Linked DNA regions of Triticum aestivum: region 2 is linked to region 1. A link is a contact called in public Hi-C data. All regions are on one chromosome and are shown on one strand. The core of a region is the stretch at or near the end of the contact, and the rest is flanking DNA. Distances in the headings are between cores, read along the strand shown.

The links. A called contact is a pair of places that touch in the nucleus more often than the background predicts.
Region 2: a contact with region 1 is called in a Hi-C map of leaf, with 2.6 times the contacts expected there. The contact joins the enhancer-like site here to the promoter of LOC123047118 in region 1. A contact is called at or near these places in 3 of 5 Hi-C or Micro-C datasets (leaf and an unstated tissue) and 1 of 1 datasets of contacts at active chromatin or transcription factors (leaf).

What each region holds. Positions count from the first base shown.
Region 1 is chr2B:747,013,927-747,020,325 of IWGSC CS RefSeq v2.1, forward strand. LOC123047118 (probable E3 ubiquitin-protein ligase HIP1) reads left to right here and starts at 3,615. Exons shown (of 7, transcript XM_044470607.1): 1 at 3,615-4,048; 2 at 5,237-6,399. The coding sequence starts at 5,332.
Region 2 is chr2B:747,719,715-747,726,295 of IWGSC CS RefSeq v2.1, forward strand. No RefSeq gene overlaps it. Among protein-coding and RNA genes, the nearest start is that of LOC123047119, 19 kb to the left of the region's middle. Within about 2 kb of position 1,992, at least 7 of the 8 cell types and tissues checked have an H3K27ac peak or open chromatin away from gene starts, as enhancers often do. A contact at or near this core is called in leaf, where this site is marked.

The DNA.
Region 1 (6,399 bases), core at 2,365-4,864:
GAGTCAAACATTTCAATTTTGCGCGTTACAACTACATATCACTGATGCCTAACTATAGTTTACCTTGTGCCCGTATCACACATGATCTACATACAAACATCAAGCTCGATGGATGGCCCGTCGCGCACGTGAGTATATTTCATTACCGTTTTGCGATGCATGCGCATTGTTCCGTAGAATGGTGTGTGATACATGTGTCGTCTTAGGCCCAATTTGCAGCAGTGGCGGGTCGGGGGATGGAATGGCGAGGAAGGGCGCTTCCGATAGCGGGTGTTGCAGATCCGGTCTCCGGCGGCTGCGATGGCACGCATGGGGCGCATTGGTGCTTCCGATGTTGGCCTGTGGTTTGGAACCATGGTGGTTCTTGGCTTCGAGCAACGCTCCTCAGTTCCTTGTCGGCATGGTGTTCGACTGGGCATGGCGGCTCGTGCTCTGTCCTGATGGTTGTTGATGGATCTGGCGCGTCATTCTGGAGGTTAGCCGCCGGTGGCCTCAACGAGGTGCGGTTGGTTGCGACGGATCTGGGTGCTTCTTCTTCGTCGATGGGCAGCTCCGATGGTGGTGGTGGGTTGGTGGCCTTGCCGGCGCCATTGCGGGAAGATGTGCAACTCAGGTGGTGTGGGAGCTTGGGTGAAAATACTGCGTGGCCTTGTGCCGTGACCAGCGATGGTGGCAGTTGCGGTCGTTGCTGACCTTCTTGGAGGCATCGTTGCTTTGTTGTCGCACCCCTCTCACGTGGATCCGGCCATCCGACCTCTCGGGGTGAAATCCTTGATATATGATCAGACAATGGCAACGCCTCAGTGTCGTATTCCCTCTTAGGGGATTCATCTTCGGAGCTCGGCATCGTCGAGCGGTACTGGTGCATGGCGGTGGCTGTGGCGTCTAGGTTTCTGTGGCAACCATGATGGTGGGAGCGATGTCGGCGATGCGACAGTGGTTGAGGTAGTCAGCTCTTCTTCGGCGTGTCCGTGGGGTTGCCTCGGTTTGTTTGTTGCTGTGAAGTTGAAGCTATGGCGGCGGCCCTATGGTGTACGATGACTAGCTGCAGGTGGCCCGTTCGGCGATCTTCCCTGGCACCAACCATGCTGGGTTTCGTCCTTCGTAGCTCTCCGTTAGAGTCGGAGTTGCTCTGTCTGGTCATTGGTGCCTCAGTTTGGCACGGATCTTCATACGATTTCACACAACCTCTTCATTGTGGGTTGAGTCAATGATTGCCTACGACGAAGTCTGAGTCATTGGCTCAGGGTTTAGAGATGACGATAACGCCTCTACGGAAGGTGTGAGGATGATAACGTGTGTGTGCTGTCTTAGTGATGCCCTTCTTGGAGTGGTGTGCCGCTTAGCGGTTGTGATGGTTTTGCCCGGTTTTACATAAATAACTGAGCAATCTGGTTTTCGCCCGATTTTTCTATTTAATTGAGCATCTCTTTTCTTCTTAATTAATGAAGACATGAATCCTGCCACTTTTTAAAGAAGTTGAACATTTTATCCGCAAATTTGCCCTCGTGAAATAACAAGCTACAGTCTAGGACACTCTAGCACTAGTGATTAGACCTAGCCATGGGCAGCCCGGCCCGGTCGGCTCGACCCAACCCGGCCCTAAAAAGCCCGACCCGGCCCGTCCTGATTTTTAGGTCTGACGCCCGAGCCGGGCCTTGCGAACCCAGGCCCAGGCGCCCTAAAAAGCCCGACCCGACCTGGCCCGACCTGATTTTTAGGTCCGACGCTCGAGACGGGCCTTGCGAACCCAGGCCCGGGCCGAGGGATGGCTAGTGATCCAGTCCACACGGAGATGATTTGCATTGCAGTAACGTCAGATGTGCACCGGCGGCGTCCTATGTTGAACTACAGCCTCAAATATGTTTTCTTTTAAATTTACTAGTGAACAGAAATCATCTTCATGTGTGAAACGAAGGTCCTTTTTTATACGCCTGGATAAATGGCAGTACGCGAGAATAACCCACGCATATGCTGCCTGCCTTGTGAGCCACTCTTTTGTTTCCGGCAAATTATATTCCGATTCAGCCAGTCCTTTCCTTCGGCCTTGTGAGCAGATACTGATCCTTGGCCTTTCTTTATTCCTCCATTTCACTCTCATCCATAGCCCAGAGGACAAATTACCAGCAGCAAGCGCAACAGCCAGCCATAAAGACAAGCCGGGGATCTCCGGGCCGGGCCCCACCGCGACAGTGGTTCTTTACGTAATTTAGCCCAAAGCAGGCGGAGAGCAGGGGCACCAAAGCGCAGGGAATCCAACCCAAATGGAGAAACCAGACCAAGGTACGCAAGATAAGGGGGCAAAGCAAAGAAAAGCGACGGCCGGACGAATTCCCGCCGTATATTCCCGGCACCACCGCCACCACCACCACCACCACGGCCACATGGCGCCAGCGAGCCCCGCCAGAGAAAGCACCAGGCCGCGCCGTTTGCTTATCCTGATGGGTGATGGCACCGGTGATCCTCGGGCCGAGCTCGCGCGTCAACTGCGGCGGTGCGGCATCCACGATGACATCGTCGGGATAGACGGACGGACGCGAGCGCGCCGCTGATCCACGGGGCGCACGCGCCGGCTTTTTGACCCGGGCGGCGCTAGCTCCAGCGGCGCTGACGGCGGCGACGACGTGCGCGCGCTGTGGATGAGGGGAGTGCGTGGGACGCTGACGAGAGGATCGCGAGGATAGAATACCATTTCCTTCGCTTTGCGACTTGTGCAAATGCAAAAAATCTAGTGGGCTTCTTGTTTAGATTAGATAGATGCTCCGGTGGTGAGCAGGAAAGCAGCCACGCGGAGGAGCCGAAACGTGGCGCTGCGGTCACTCGGCGGCATGGCCTTTTTTCCTGCCATCGTGCATGCCAAGGGCGTGGCCGTGGCCGCGCGATTTTTATGAACTGAGGAGGCCGTCGTTCATGCAGATGCAGAGGCGTCGATGCGGTCAAACCTCGTTTACGGACACAAAACGGGTCTTGCTCCGGGGGCGGCGGCTCCCCCCCTCCCCTTGAAAAAATGGCATGATGTAATAATGGCGAACCCTGACCAGAGAGAAATTTACTCATCCGGCCTTCACTCCCCTGTTTTTTTAAATGATGTATAGTAGTAGTAGTACTGACATGTGTTCTGTGGGGGCCTTCCGGAACACAACCCAGCATATCCCGTGGCACTTGGATTACAGATTTGAAGTATTAAATGCCCAAGATAGATATACATAAGCAAAAGAAAAGAAAGGGTGGAAAGATAGATATATACATACGTACTCCCTCTGTAAACTAATATAAGAGCGTTAGTGATCTAAACGCTTTTATATTAGTTTACAGAGGGAGTACATTAATAAGCAAAAGGAAAGAGATATAGGTAGGGATATCCGTCCAACGCAGGAGCAAAGAAGGGTGGAAAGAGATGGGGGAGCATGCAAAGAAAGGGGGAGGGGGCTGCTCGAAAGTCCAAAGGCCCAAAAGCGGCCGAAAACGCAAAGATAGACGGGCCACGCTAATCTCTGGCCGTTTTCGGAGGAGGCGTACTCCATTACAGCAGTAGCAATTAAAATTCCAGGAGAGCATTTATTTATAAAGATGTTTTAGTGGGGGAGGATCGAGATACCCTCAAAGACCAAAGCGAGAGCGAGAGAGAGTGTGCGGCGTGAGGCAGAGAGATAAATAAATCCGAATTCGGCCAAACTTCTCTCTCTCCCTCTCCCTTCCCCCCGTTCCATTACATACATACATCCATCCTTCCTCTCCTCTCATCACCACCCTCCAACCTCCCCCCGTCTTTCTCCCTCTCCTCTCCTGGTCTTTGCCAGATTTTCCTCCACCCATTCTCTCCCCGCTCCTCTCCTCTCCACCCGCATCGATCTCTCCGAATTCCGTCCCTCCCTCTCCGCCCATCTTCCTCCAGGGAAGGGATTGATTGGTTCTTCCTCCGTTTCCTGGGCCGATTCTTCCTCCCTCTCCTCGCTCCAGAGGATCGGCAGGAATCAAGACGGTGGATGCGAACGAGTTTGATCTCCGCTTGGATTGTGCTTCTCGCGAGGCGTTGAAAATCTTCTCGGTTTGTTTTTGTTCCATCTCCCTGTTTATTATTATTATTCGCTTCTTGTTTTCTTTCAATCTGCTCGTTCATTTCGCTCCCGTTCGAGTTCTTGGTTCTTTCAAAACATGGTCTCTTTTTCCCTGTTGATGATTCCTCATGGCCCATCCAGCCGCGTGTTTCCTTCGTCGAGCACGCCTTATGCCATGGCAAAACATTCACGGTTTTCCTTACTAGTAGAACAGAGTTCTTCATCCTCATGATGATTTCTCCTCCCATTCTTGGGTGCGCGAGGCAGAGATTTCCTGGCCGTTCTGGGCTGCTCGGCTGGGTCAAAATCGCTTCCCCCGTCGCTGGTCGTTCGATTTCGTGACGGGAGAACCGATCCGCTCCTCGAATCCATCCATGGATGGCTACCTTTCCTTTACTTTTCGCTGGTTTTACCGCATCCTTTCGCAAAACCGAAAGCGAAGGGAAATAAATGCGCGAGAAAAGAGGCCATTTTTTAAGCCTTGCTCCCAGGCACAACCCGTGGGCCCCAGCCCCATCGTCTGCATGCAGCCCGTCCGTCTGTTGAGGCCGCATGCAAGCAATGTGGGAATCACCGTGTTTTTCTCCCTTTTAATTCATTAATTTTATTGAATTAATTATTAAAAAAATGCGCGCATCACCTTTTGCTTGCTTCCAGCCGGAAAATAATAATGCATGCATCAGCGCAGCAGCCAGTGGCCACCTTTGCTTACAGCAGCAGAGCAGAGCAGAGGCCAAACTCGCCATCAAGTTTGGTGTACTGTATCCGCACACACGCCTCACCAAATGCGGCTCACGCCAAGATCGCTTCGGCGTACGGTTAATGCGCTCACGGATGAATCGCTGGATATCTCAGTCCAGGATGGGTGCATTTACTTCCAGATAGCAATGGGGTTATGGGTGTGGCTACTCCCAGAAGCGCACCTTTTTTTTTCTGAATGTGTGTAGATATCTGCTATCTGTCATAGATTAGGCCGCAAAGAGGACTGGATTCGCGGTGTTTTGATAGGGATCGTCTTTTTTGTTGTTGTGCCAAACCTTAATGGAGTAGCAGCATTCAGCATTCCACCATCTGAGAGTCTGCTACTTCCTCTCTTTTTTTTCCCTCTAGGGATGTTGAGATTTCAGAAGAATTTTCTGTTCCAAAATTTCTAATGCGTTTTCAACACTTGTATGTAGGTCACACTTGAATTGCTGGTGAAGAGGTGAACAGCATCTGACATGCTATTGCTGCAGAACAATCTGTAGAAGGACACCCCTTTACCCTTTCGATAATGCAAGGGCAGAGGAATTCTGTCGAACAGCTAGCTGACGTCTTCGGGTTTGATCATGGGTCTGGTTCAGGCAACCCTGTCATGGACCAGCAGGCGTACTGGAACAACATGCTTGGAGCAGCAGACTCGCAGAACCTCCAAGGTTATGAGATGAACCGCGGCGACGGGGCCATTCCGTATAGAAGCGAGGCACATCAAGATGGCCAGTTCTTAGGCTTTTGGGGGTCAGGTGAAGCTAGTTCAAGCGGCAATGCGCTGAACTATGGGAGCTCTAACGCGATCAAAGCTGAGCATCTGAACATTGGTGGTGGTTTGAGGATTGGCGAGAGGCGCCTGGCTGCTGAACACAACCTTTCTCTGGATAATGTGGACATAAGCCTTAATAATGCCAGTAGCCATGATCTATTCGGTCAGAGTTCAAATGCCAACAGCGCCTCTCAAGGCAAACAGCAACATGCTGGCAGTTCCCGTGCTGATGCCACCGCCCAGGCCACGGAGCTAAGATTGCATCCTTACAGAGCTTTCGTTTTAGACGACGAGCAGCCAGAGCCGTTCCCTTCTATGAATGCTTTCCAAAATCCTTTGGGTAATTTTCCCCTGATGCCAGAGGACATGGATCAAAGACCAGGCAGTTCCCTGGATGGTCGTCGTTTAGCTTGCAAGAGGAAAAACATTGAGGGTGTCCATGGGCAATTTTCAGCAGGTGCTAGCACAAGTTTTTCCCACAGAAACGATAATGCCTTCCATGGTATTCCTTCTTCAAGTTTCAATCCAGCTCCTGGTCCAAATGTATCCTCTCATAACTTTTTGTTAGCTCCAAGTTCCATTGAGGAACAACTCTCGCATTATGGAGCTGCTACAGGAATGCCATCTAGTAGCTACAATCATCCCAGTGGAGGCAATAATAATTCAGGAAATTCAGAGAGAAGTTTTCGGGCAAGAACTGCCACCGCTCAGCAGGTTAGCCCCTATGGTGTATGGCCCTCTTCAGGTTCTATCAGGCAACCTGGTTCATGGTATCACCAGGCACCTGCTTTTCAGCGCGCATTTGATGAACTAGAAGAGTCT
Region 2 (6,581 bases), core at 742-3,241, 700 kb after region 1:
TTCTTCCAACTCCAATGATGCAATCTATTGAGCCAAGCATACCTGGGAACCCGCGAGCTTTGTTCATCTCCAATAACCTTGCGACATCTTCAGCATTGGGAGTTCTCAAGTATTCCGGGCCAAACACTTGCACAATTCCGACTGCGAAGCGCTTGACACACATGGTGGCTTGGCTCTCACCCATGGCCAAGTAATCATCAACTAGATCAGCAGGGATACCGTATGCCAACATACGCAAAGCGGCTGTCACCTTCTGAAAGGTGCTATGCCCGAGCTCTCCGGCGGCATTCCTCCTCTGCTGAAAAAACCGGTCATGGCTCTCTAGTTTCTCTGCAATGCGTCTGAACAACTCGATGCTCATCCTAAAGCGGCGACGAAAGTGCGACTCGGGGCATGTGGGATTCTCCACAAAATAGTGCCTCATCAATCTGTTGTGGGTATCAATCCTATCCCTCCAAATTTTTTGACGACCCATAACCGAACTACTGTGCTTCAGTTTTTTTATTGATGTGCATAGCTAGGATCATTGCAAGATCCTCCCCCTCTTCCATATCAAATTCTTCTTCAGAAGAGTCATAGCCCGAACTCATCTAAAATGTTCAAAACTAGGCTATAAACAAAATGCACCAAATTTCATGCAAAAATGTGAAAGTTGGAAGCAATACATACCTTGCGGGCCTTTTGTCGAACACCTTGCGGGCACCAAAGTGGCGGTGGGCGGCCGGGCGCTGTTCGTCGGAGAGTGCCGCGAGCGACGGCCGGCGCTGACTAGAGAGAAAGGGACGAAGCCGCGGCCGCGCGGTAAGAGACCGGAGAAGCGCCGGAACGATCGCCGGGAAAAATGGGGTGGCGCGGGGCGGCGGCGATGCGGCTGGGAGGGTAGGTGAAGTTGTGAGCGAGCGCTCGAGAGTCCAGCGTGCGGGAGAAGGCGCAGCAAATAAGCGGCACGCGATGGCGTTTCCACGTGCGTGCTGAATTACATATGCCACGCGCGTGATTTTTACGCGTCCGCTGAAGCGCTGGGAACGGTAGCGCGGGTGCTAAAACCATTATTTTTTTCGCGCCGAGCATTTATAACGCGTCTGTTAGAGATGCTCTCACACTCCATCTTTCCGAAGACTTGTCCACACGCCTTTTCCGGAAGCCGCATGCTCTAAACAGAATGGAAAGATTCCCTCCCGCTACATGCATGTCTGTGAATAGCTGAGAACGTAACGGGCAAGTACTTTAACGTGACCGTCAAGAGTCCTAGAGCGAGACAAAGCCCTCCCACGAAACCAGCCAAGCTGGACCTCTTATATTATTGTCCACGATCAGTGGTAATTCCGCACGAGATGATCGAGTTCGAGTCTAGGGAACAAAAGCTTAGGCAGACCAATCGTCGAGACGTTGAGTCAAGCACGGCATAAAACCAGAATTCCGTGTTGATTAATTCCGCACTTTCTTGACTAATTCGATCGAGTACATCACCGTTCGGTCACCAACACGGAGAACGGCATTTCGATAATGGCATGCCCACGTTGCCGTCCTGGAACCCTAGGCAGGAAAGAGTGGGTGTCTCCTTCGCGTACGCGTTGCACTGGGAGCTTTTTTCTCAATATAATAGATAGCCAATGATGGGGGCGTCGGCCATACGCACCATCGTACGTTTGGTGGACGTACCGATTTGGCCAACCACACGCACCGACATGGGATGAGGTGGAGATGGAGATGGAGTCGGGCGGGGGCGGCTAGGTGGCTGGCGTCGGAGGCGACGGGCCGGGGTGACGCGCGCCGACGCGGACGCTTCCCTCCCCGTCCACGGCATCCCCACTGCCCATCCACCCGTCTCATCCTCTCCCGTGTCCGGACAAGCCCGCGACGTCAACTTGCTTGCCAGCGACGGCAACGCCATTATCTCCTGCTAATCATGCACCCTAATGACGTCCACCAGCGCCTAATCCCGTCCTGTCGCCGCTTTCTATCCTGCCGCACCGCACCGCACCGCATCTCCCTCCCTCGCCACGTCCGTCCGTCCCCGCCACTGCGCCGTACCGCTCCGGTCGGTCTAGTAGGCCGCGGGGTCCAGGTGTGAGGCGTCCGTGTGACGGCGAGTCGGTGAGATCGGTTGGCGGATGGATAGCGCAGTACTGTAGTAGTACGTTACGTCGCACGGAGAGACGGGATGGACGGACGGCCGTGATGCGATGGTGGCGGGCGGCGCGGGGTAAACGGAGGTCGGTGAGGCTGGGGCGGATAGGAACGCGACGTGTTGAGCCGAGATAGGCGGGGGAGGAATCCGTCACGCGTGGGGCCGCGGTTGGCGACTCGGGAGTCGTCGTCACGGGGGAGTTGGGTGGGTACGCCGCTGCGCGTTCGCCAACCGGTTCCGTGGACAAGGCCATGGGTCTAGGTCTAGCTAGGCGTGGCGAGTGGATTTTGTCGGTGGTCGATCGATGTGGCATCATACGGCCGCCGTGTTTATGGCCGCCTCGCTGGCCGGCAGGCGCACGCGACCACCCCCAGAGCATTTACCTGCACCGAGCACACGTAGCAGTAACAACCAGTTAATAGCACCAGAAAGACACCTCCGATCGAGCATTTACCCACACCCAGCTCACGTAACAGCAAGAACAACAAGGCGCATGTTGTACTGAGACACCACCTGGTGGGACAAGTACTTGATTTGTAGCGTTCGTTTGGACGATAGCGGCAGAATCAACCGGATCTGCTCGTGTGAGTCGACATGGTTGTGGCCGGGCGCATAAAATACTGCTCCCTCCGGCCCTCAGCTTTACCACTCTAGTTTTATCCAACAGGGCGCCGGTCGGTCTGCGCTAATCAATACATGCTCCTGCCGATCGAGCTGTGGAGTACTATGCCCATCATATTCTAATTGTACTGCCGCTTCCAATAACTAACGAACTGAGCAGGCGCAGCCAGTGCTCGATATGCTGCACCAAATCGAGATTTGGGTACCGACGAACTGGCCCGCCATCCAGCCAGCACCCAGCAGGCCACTTGCCCCTTTATAAAAACGCCTGCCTGCACTGGCAATTGATAACAATTATAGCGGCCGGAGGCCCGGAGCAAGCGAGTGGGATGGAAGGGATGGGTGCAAATATAGTGAGGATCACGTCCATATCCGGAGTTGTAATCTGGGCATTGGTTGTTACCGTCATTGGAAGTGGGGGGGAGGCCGGGGTGGAGTTGGGTGAGGGAAGCGGGCGACGGCGACGGGCGGGCCGGGGAGGAAACTGCAGCTAGTGGACGGGTCCCGCCGTCGTCGTCGTTGCTATCTTATCCCTCTCCGTGTATGACGCCCGATAAACAAATGCGCCGGGGGTGGAGTAACGAGGAATACAACGAGGCGTTCCTGTCGCCCCTGGTAAACAAATGGGGAATTAAGTGTAGCGTAATGATGCTACTGGGCTGCCGCTGCTAATCATGATAGATTAAGAAGCGAATGATACGGATCGGTGGATGGAGCCGGGTCGGCACGGACACAGCGGATAATGCTCGTGCTCTGGAATTCCACCGCCGACTCCGCCCGCCCGCCGGCCGGCAGTTGGACGGTTCCAGCGGGCATGCGTGCGTGCCGGTCGATTATTAAAACCAGCCAGCCCAGCCCAGTGGGTGGCCGGAGGGAGGGCGCGGGCGCGCGCAAGTTGCCGTGCGTGGCGTGGCGTGGCCGGTGGCCCCCGCCGCTGTCGATGGGCGTGGCCGGCGCGTGCACACGCACTGCCGCCCCGCCCCTGGCCCGTCCGGCGCCACGCCGAGTGACGCCTCGCTATCGCGCTCCAGTGTTCCGTTTCGTCGCCCACCCGCGCCGGTCGCTGCCACCCGCGCACGCGCCGACAAGACAGGCGGCGCCCGGGACGGGCCACCCACCCCGACTCCTGCATGCCCGCCTGCCTGCCTGCCGCGAACTCGGAAAAGAATTCCCTCCGTTCTTTTGGACGCTTTCCGTTGGCGCTTGGCGGCGGCGTCCGAGACGACCCGTTCCGGTCGCTGTGCGCTGGCCGCTGGGAAGAAAGCGGCGGGTCGGGCCGGGGAAGGAAGCGGCGCTGCTGGTTCCGATTCCGACTACGACCCTGGTGGCGTAGATGGCTAGTGGAGGCTCGCCAGATTTAGCGCTTTCGTGATACCGCCACCACTCGCAGCAGTACCGCCGACGTGATGATAGGCTCTTCCGGTTATATGTATGTGTGATCATCATGGCCGCCCGGTACTGCCCATTCCGCAAAGGTGAAAAAGGGTGCGTGTATCCCTGGGAACTCTGCAGTGAGTGAGCGAGTCAGTGATCATGCATGCGCGCCCTGCTGGTGCGGCAGCGCAGTGGCTGCCGGCATGCCGGCCACCATTACATTACCTAGGAAGAAAATTGCACGCGGGAAGGATCATGCTTCGTGCATGTGTATGTGATGGGACGGTTGGCGATTAAGCTCGGTAGTGACTCGTGCTCGTGGGAGTCATCCCTCTATCAAGAGGTGGGAGAGGGACACACTCGAGCGTTACGTTTGACTTTTGGACGAGGAGCTTAATTTATTTTTATTTATATAAGAGTCGGCACTACACATGGAGCGAGCATATACCTACGGTGGTGCCAGGTTCGGGTGGTGTGATAGTCGGCGACATAACACCTGACAAGTGGTTCCGCTCCCAGCTGAGCTGATCTAATGATTGAGCATTTGCTTGGAAAGGGGGACACCCACTACGGTGCATGAACGGAGCCGTGTGCCAGCGAGGCCGCCGTTCCGCTCCCCTCTTCTCTGTGCGCAAATTGGCCTCTCGTGCTTCGGAAAGGAGATGATACATGCATCATGCATGCACCGGTCCGGTCGGCGGTCGAGGACCACCACGCCACAGGGAACGCTCTCGTGCAGCCTGGCTCAGTGGCTAAGTACGTACGACACTGCACTAATGCGTTTCTTTCTTGTAGATACAGCAACCTTGCTGTTGCTGGGCGCGCGCAGGTCAGGCGTGATTCAAGGCTCACGGGGAGAACCCACATGAATGCTTTCTGTTGCATGCTCCCTGCATCTGCATCCTACACTTACGCCGTGGGGACAGTGGCTGTTTTCATTTTGTTTTCTTTGGGGCTGCAAATTAAGTTTTCCTGTGATGAGATGTTGTCCCTAGCTATGAATACAAGTTTTAACCACTTGGCATACATGGTCGAAACCGAGAGAAGAAATGCAAATAATGGCTGCATCTTAACTGTTTTGTGAGACCCCCCCTAGTTGATGCCCGTGTGCTTCAACTTCTTTTTTGAGACAATCCCGCGAAGCTTTGTTGAACCATGACAATGTTTACGGGGATTAGACTGGTTATAGTGGGAGTAACATAGATTGTAACATTAATGCCACATAAGCAAAAATGTTGATGTGGCAAGTAGTTAATGAGAAGAGAGGCAAATAGAGTAACCTAATATGTTACCATCACATAGCCTTTCCAATGCAAAATGAGTCTACAAGACAATAAATTAACATGTGTATGTTACTACACATATGACACTTCCCACTATAAGGGTAGTAACATAAAGTAGTAATGTATGCATGTTACTACTCTAAGTTACTTCCCACTATGACCAGCCTTAAAAAAATTGGCTGGCTTAACCAGACATGACGGTCAACCCCTAAATGTAAAGCACGCTTTGCTAGACTGCCAGCCTCAAAATATGAGCTCCTAAACTCATGAACAAAATACACAAATTAAAACTACTAAGGTAGGGTACTATATGATTTCATGTATGATAGCTCCGTAAACAGTTGCACTTCGATTCTTAATGTCATCAACCACAACCCTACAGTCAGAAGCGACATGCACCTTTGCATATTTAGGTCCTCCAAGAGAGCCAAAGACTCCTTAACTGCAAAGCTTCGAGTATAGCAGGGTCAATGATACACTTAGTTACGATAATCGAAGCTCCAAAAAAAGTCATGTTTTGATCTGGAGATTGCGGCCGCTGCCACCGCACTGCCAGCCCTCAAGACTGCAGCATCGACATTCACCTTAGCTAGACTCTCGGTGGAGGGGTTCACAATATTGGTCGAGATGGCTGCACAACTCCAGCCACCCTTACCGTCTTGTTCAAAATATGGAGATTATTCAAATAAGCCTCGATGAAGTGATGAGTCGACAATGCATGGACTCTTGATGGATGTTTTGGTAGATGGCCTTCCTCCTTGCTCCCCAAACGGCCCATAGCATAATCACTACGCAAATAAATTCACCATGAGACATAGTATACACTACTGCAGGATGTTGCTAACGCGACAATACAATCAGAGACCCTTCGATGAAACTGTGCGCGATGCATTGATCGAAAATGGTGATACAAAGAAACTGATAAAGAAGATACAAAACGTTTGCAATGACAGAGACATCAAACACGATTCGGATTGTAGTTCCGTGTGCAATGAGTGGCATACAATTCACCTGAATGAACTGTGTGCGATGAGCACAACAACAGAAACAGTCAGTCAGGTCAAGCCGTGTGCGATATACCGCATACACTTCACACAGATGAACTGTTTGCGGTTAGCCACGCCTAACAAAAACGATCAGACAAATCAAGATGTGCGCGTTAGACGAGCACA